2 separate regions of the Pan troglodytes genome follow, and region 2 is linked to region 1. A link is a contact called in public HiChIP or PLAC-seq data. All regions are on one chromosome and are shown on one strand. Each heading gives the region's core, a stretch centred on a gene start, on an enhancer-like site or on the middle of the called end of the contact. The rest is flanking DNA. Distances are from core to core; before and after follow the strand shown.

Region 1 (2,700 bases), core at 66-2,565:
TCAGGGCGCAGGCGCCAAATACCAAGCCCGCTAGGAGAACGCGGGCGCGCGCTCGCGCGTGCGCTCTTCGGGGCTCCGGAGGCCTTCCCAATATCGCAGCTGTCTGGCTCCCTAGGTTCCGGTAGAGGGCGGCAGAGAGCGCCGGGGAGCCGCGACCCTTGCTGTTGGGCCGCGGTAGTCCGCGGAGTCGGGACGATGCTCTGCTGTTCGCTAGATAGGCTGGGAAAGGCTTCAGTCAAGTTTCCAGAGCAAAACACTTCTCTGCTGCGAGAGGAGGATGGTGCTGCCGGCTACCGAAGCCATTCTGAAATATTCTTTATAGTACAGGAGCTGTGTAGTCGCTGAGGGTACACACATGCGGAGCATCCAGAGAAACTGCCTTTGCAAAAATTGTAAGTGAGAAAATTATGACAGTGAAAGAGATCTGACTTACCCAGTTCCGTCTTGCTTCTAACCTCCGAACTGCCCTTGTTCATTCCTGGGTATAGGCCAAACTAACTTTGGGAGGAATTTAGTTTATAGTTGAACTTCGAAGCAAAGATAACAGCCCTTCCCCAAAACAAACCCCCTTCTTGCCTGGGGACCAGACTGCCTTTGTAAGACTAACAAATTAGCCACAAGATTAGAAATTATGGTTTAGGAGTCATCCAGACAGAGGTCACAAGATTCCAAACCTTCCCTATTGCTCCAAGGGATAACGTCACTATTGTAAAATCTAAGATCGGTGCTGGGGATATTTTTCAGACCCTGCATTCTGAGGCACCAGCTGGCAGTACCCAGACCAGTTATCTGGCTCAGCCAGTTCTGCAATCCCACCCAGGAACAGAAAACAGCAAGAAGAACCCACTTAGACCCCCCTATGATTTCATCTCCAACCTGACCAATCAGCACTCCCCACTGCCTGATACCTACCAGCCGAATTATCCTTAAAAAACCCCAGTCTCTGAATTATCGGGGAGACTTATTTGAGTAATAAAACTCTGGTATCTCATTCAGCCGGCTCTGCATGAATTAAAATCTCCACAGCAATTCCCCTGTCTTGATGAATCAGCTCTGGGCAACGGGCAAGGAGAACCCGTCCGGCAATTATATCAGAACCTGTCCTCAGTCCAGGAGGGGAACCAGAGGCTTCATCAGACCCCTCCAATACTGTAGATAAAAGTGCTGCTGGAAGTCTCACAAGTCAGAGGGGCCCAGCCTGGGGGAAACCTTCCATGGGGAGTCCTGCTGGCTTCTCGCAGGAACGGACCCCACAGCTGAGCTTTGCAAGCCAGTTAGGTGCCAAGAGGCACCAAGGAGTAGATTCATTCGGTAGTAGGGCCCCCCTTCCCCAGACCTCCACAAAAAAGGCACGTACGTAAGAGGTTAGAAAGCACTTTTCGTTTGTTTGTTTGTTCGTTTGTTTTGAGATGGAGTCTTGCTCTGTCGACCAGGCTGGAGTACAGTGGCACAGTCTCAGCTCACTGCAACCTCCGCCTCCCGGGTTCAAGCGATTCTCCTGCCTCAGCCTCACAAGTAGCTGGGATTACAGGCGCACACCACCACACCTGGCTAATTTTTGTATTTTTAGTGGAGACCGGGTCTCACCATGTTGACCAGGCTGGCCTCAAACCCCTGACCTCAGGTGATCTGCCCACCTTGGCCTCTCAAAGTGCTGGGATTACAGGCCTGAGCCACTGTGCCCGGCCTAGAGGGTACTTTTTAATGGGTGGGTTTCTTTGTTCATACTGCCAGGTTGAGCTTAGCCTGCAGCAGCAGGAGTTGAGTACAGACATTAACCAGGTGAAATTATTAAAGATGATGCTAGGGGAGAGGAGATATTCTGAAATGGGATGAATAAGGGGCCCACTTGGCAATACAGAGTGAGGCTGAGGCTGGTGACCCCTCAGGTTTCTGCCACCTCTGTATTTTCCTCTTTCTCCTGTGGGGAATGCCAGTGTACCTGCTGTTGTCTAGCCATCTGCCTGACCACTGGCCACAATCAGCCCACTGAGTCTTTAGTAAGAGGCAACAAGGACCCTCTACTTCCCCTCTCACATCTCTGATCCACCTCTTCTCCTTCTTGAAACGTTTTTTTTTTTCATCTGTTGGGTCACAGAAAACGATTCCCCAAAATATGGTGTTTGAGCATACTGAGTGCTTTTGAGAATTAAAAGAAAACAAGTCTCAGAATCAAGGTACCTCTAACCTTGTCTTGTTCCTCCCCTCAACCCCAAGCATAGGGGAAGACTCTCTCTGGAATTTCCTTGTCTCACCAAGAAAGCTTTTTTTTTTTTTTTTTTTTTTTTTTTGAGACAGGGTTTTGCTCTGTCGTCCAGGATCAAGTACAGTGGTGCCATCACAGCTCACTGAAGCCTCAAATTCTGGGGCTCAAGCAGTCCTCTGTGAAACAAAAATAAAGCTAAGTCTTCTCCACCCCCAGCCATCTGCATGGACCCCTCCTCTCAGCCAAGGGCATTCCAAAGTTAACCTGAAAAACTAGTTCAGGCCATGATGGGAAGGGGGAGTCAGACATGCCTCACTACCATTGTGAAAGAAAAATAAATCTCAGGACCCCCAAATCATGAAGTCAAGGGAAAAGTCAAGCTGGAGACTATGTCAGGCAATTCTGCCTCCCATTTTATTTCTAAATAAGGTAGCTACAAAGATCAGAATTACATATCCCCCTCACAATTTGCCCACAAGGAATTTCCTTGTGGA
Region 2 (2,700 bases), core at 5-2,504, 260 kb after region 1:
AGCCAGCTAGCCCCCTTATCTCTCTTCTCAATCAACTCTGTCAGAATTAATAAAACAAATGTGGTTGCTTTTGTTAAAAACACCAGTAAATCAATATTTGCTTTTAAATACTTAATAAAAAAATTCTTAAAAGTCAGTTCTCTATCTCCCTAATACAACCAAAGAATCATTTCATTAGTAAATATTTTGACGTACACTTAATGATTTGACTACTATGATTTTAAAATATAAAGATACCAATAATTAAGCAATGGGAAGGATGTGCTAATGATATGACCTTGTAAGACAGCACTCCAGCCTAGTTCTTCATTGATCAGCGCCTGGGTTAGTGGCTTCCAGCTTCAAATGCACAGCCGTATCCTATGCTTTAAAAAATTCTGATTGGCTTCACTCAAGACTAGTTACATCAGAATCTCTGGGATAGGACACAGAAATCAGTATACACACACACACACACACAAACACACACACACACACGTGTATATGTATATACTCCCTAAGTGATTCCAAAGCTCAGTCAAGACTGAGAACAACCGATCTGGATTTTGAGGATATTTGAGGTTACAGTCCTGTTTTAAATGGAAAGTTTCATTTGTTTGTGTTTGCTTCTGTGGACTTCTGCAATTATTTTTGTTTTGCTTTCGTTTAAGAGTTGTCATTGCAACGAAGACTCCCTCACACGGGAAGCAGAAGCAAAAAGTGTTAGAAGTTTCGTTCTTTTTTCTCTGTAAGCCAGAGCATATCTAAAGACAGATTGTAACACTGGCACATGTCAAAGAAAGACTCAGAGATAGATTCACTTAGAAAAGGGGTTTACTTGCAAAAGATGCGAGGAGTTAGACGGAAGGACTAGTTTGCCAACCAGTACTTAAAGGGAAAAAAAAATCCCCTAAAATTACCAGGATTACCGGTTGACAGTAGTCTGTTCATGGTGGAAAAACAGCAACTTTCTCACATGGTTATTATACTCACAAAGGTCAGACAAATTAATGTCACAAAGGTCAGAGATTAGCAAGGTAAATATTAGGGATTAAACTGTTTAAGGGAGTCCAGGGAAATATTCAAGGTTTTATTGTTTTGGAGATCAGAAAATCAGGATGATCCTGCAGTTTTTGGGTTATCTCCTTTTAAGCTTAGTCATATTGGAAGCAGGCAGAAGGCTCAGATATTGCTTTTACATACCCTCAAGCCACCAAGCTGGTTCCATCCTGAGAAGGAAGTCACGAAGCTGACTTCTGCGCGCGCTCAAGCCCAGGCTAAAGGGGGCGGGGCGAGGCCGCAGGGGCTTGTGGGGAAGCGCAGGAGGCGGGGCTTTGCGTGAGTCACTGCCGGGCTCGGCGTGAGTCGCTGCGGGGCTGACGGGGTGGCAGTGCGGCGGGTTACGGCCTGGTCAGGTGAGCGGGCGTTGCGGTTCTCGCTGCCCGGAGCAGCGTAGGAGATCCTTGGGGTGGCCGGTGGGAGGAGGGGTAGCGGTTACGGGTACCGGTGAGGCGGGGCGGGCCGGGGCTGGCGGTGGAGGCGCGCGTTGAGGCGGCGCGTCGGTGTCCAGGGCAGCGGCGTCCCGGGTCGCGCGTTCCCGGAGGGGCTCGCCCCCGCAACCCGGGCCTGCACGCTTTGCTTTGCAGGCGGACCCTCCACCCTGCTGCGATTTGCAGTGCTCGGGAAGGCAGAGCGGCCCTCCCGCAAAGACCGAGGTGGGGCCCGCCCCCTTGCGGCGTGGGTGTGCAGTGTTCGCCGGGACAGCGGGTGTGAAAGTGATACGCCCAGCGCTGGAAGTTTTTGATTGCTGGCTCGCACCCCCGCCCCATCGCAGGGTCCCTGGGAGAGTTTTTGGGCCTGCTCGAGCAGCAGCGGTGATGGGTGAAATGGAAAAGCATCTAACCCCCGTCAGCATCTCACTGACTTGTTGCGCTTTTATTCATTTATTTGAGTTCCCAACAAAGCGTTGTACTAGTTTTGTTTTTGAATGAGTTGTGCATATATGGTCAAACATGGACACTGCCTGAAAGAAGCTTAAACCTAATTTAGTTGTTGAGGCTACGAGTCAGAAGACCTATCTGCATCTGCAACTGTCCCTTCTTAGTGAGGTATTTTTCACTGTCCTAAACAAATGTTTTTCTAATTCCGTCTCTCTCCCTCCCACCTTACTTCTCTTCCCTCCGCGTAAAGCTTTGACTCTTCTCCTACCTTTTTGGAGATTTTGCCCCATCACTCATCCTTTTTCCTATATCTTTTACTTTGTTGCTTTTTCCCCAGACTATGCTCAAGAACAAGTCTTATATTATCAAAGGCAAATGTACTGTAATCTCCATATAATCTCATTTACTTAACTCATTTCATTCCCCCCCTCCTTTTTTTTTTGTCCCAGGCTGGAGTGTAGTGGGCCCGTCACCGCCCACTGTGGCCTCGATCTCCCGATCCTCCCACCTCAGCCTCCTGAGTAGCTGGAACTATAGGCACCCTCCACCACGCCTGGCTAATTTTTGTGTTTTTAGTAGAGATGGGGATCTCGAAGTGTTGCCCAGGCTGATCTAGGAACTCCTGAGCCCAAGCTATTCCCCCTGTCCCCCAACCTCTGCCTCCCAAAGTGCCGGGATTACAGGCATGAGCCACCTGCGGTTGGCCTTCCACCCTTTAAAAAAAATCTCATTGAAACTCTAAATAGAGGTCAGGCGCGGTGGCTCACGCCTGTAATCCCAG

Evidence for each region. HiChIP or PLAC-seq counts read pairs in DNA pulled down with a chosen protein or histone mark.
Region 2: a contact with region 1 is called in an H3K4me3 HiChIP or PLAC-seq map of stem cell-derived excitatory neurons, with 2.7 times the contacts expected there. The contact joins the promoter of RPAP3 here to the promoter of TMEM106C in region 1.

The regions. Positions count from the first base shown.
Region 1 is chr10:47,889,077-47,891,776 of NHGRI_mPanTro3-v2.0_pri, forward strand. TMEM106C (transmembrane protein 106C) reads right to left here and starts at 1,316. Exons shown (of 9, transcript XM_054664324.2): 1 at 909-1,316; 2 at 1-375.
Region 2 is chr10:48,147,886-48,150,585 of NHGRI_mPanTro3-v2.0_pri, forward strand. It overlaps RPAP3 (RNA polymerase II associated protein 3), which reads left to right and starts at 1,255. Exons shown (of 17, transcript XM_016923559.4): 1 at 1,255-1,394. LOC104001553 (a long non-coding RNA gene) reads right to left here and starts at 1,306. Exons shown (of 4, transcript XR_673416.5): 1 at 1,183-1,306.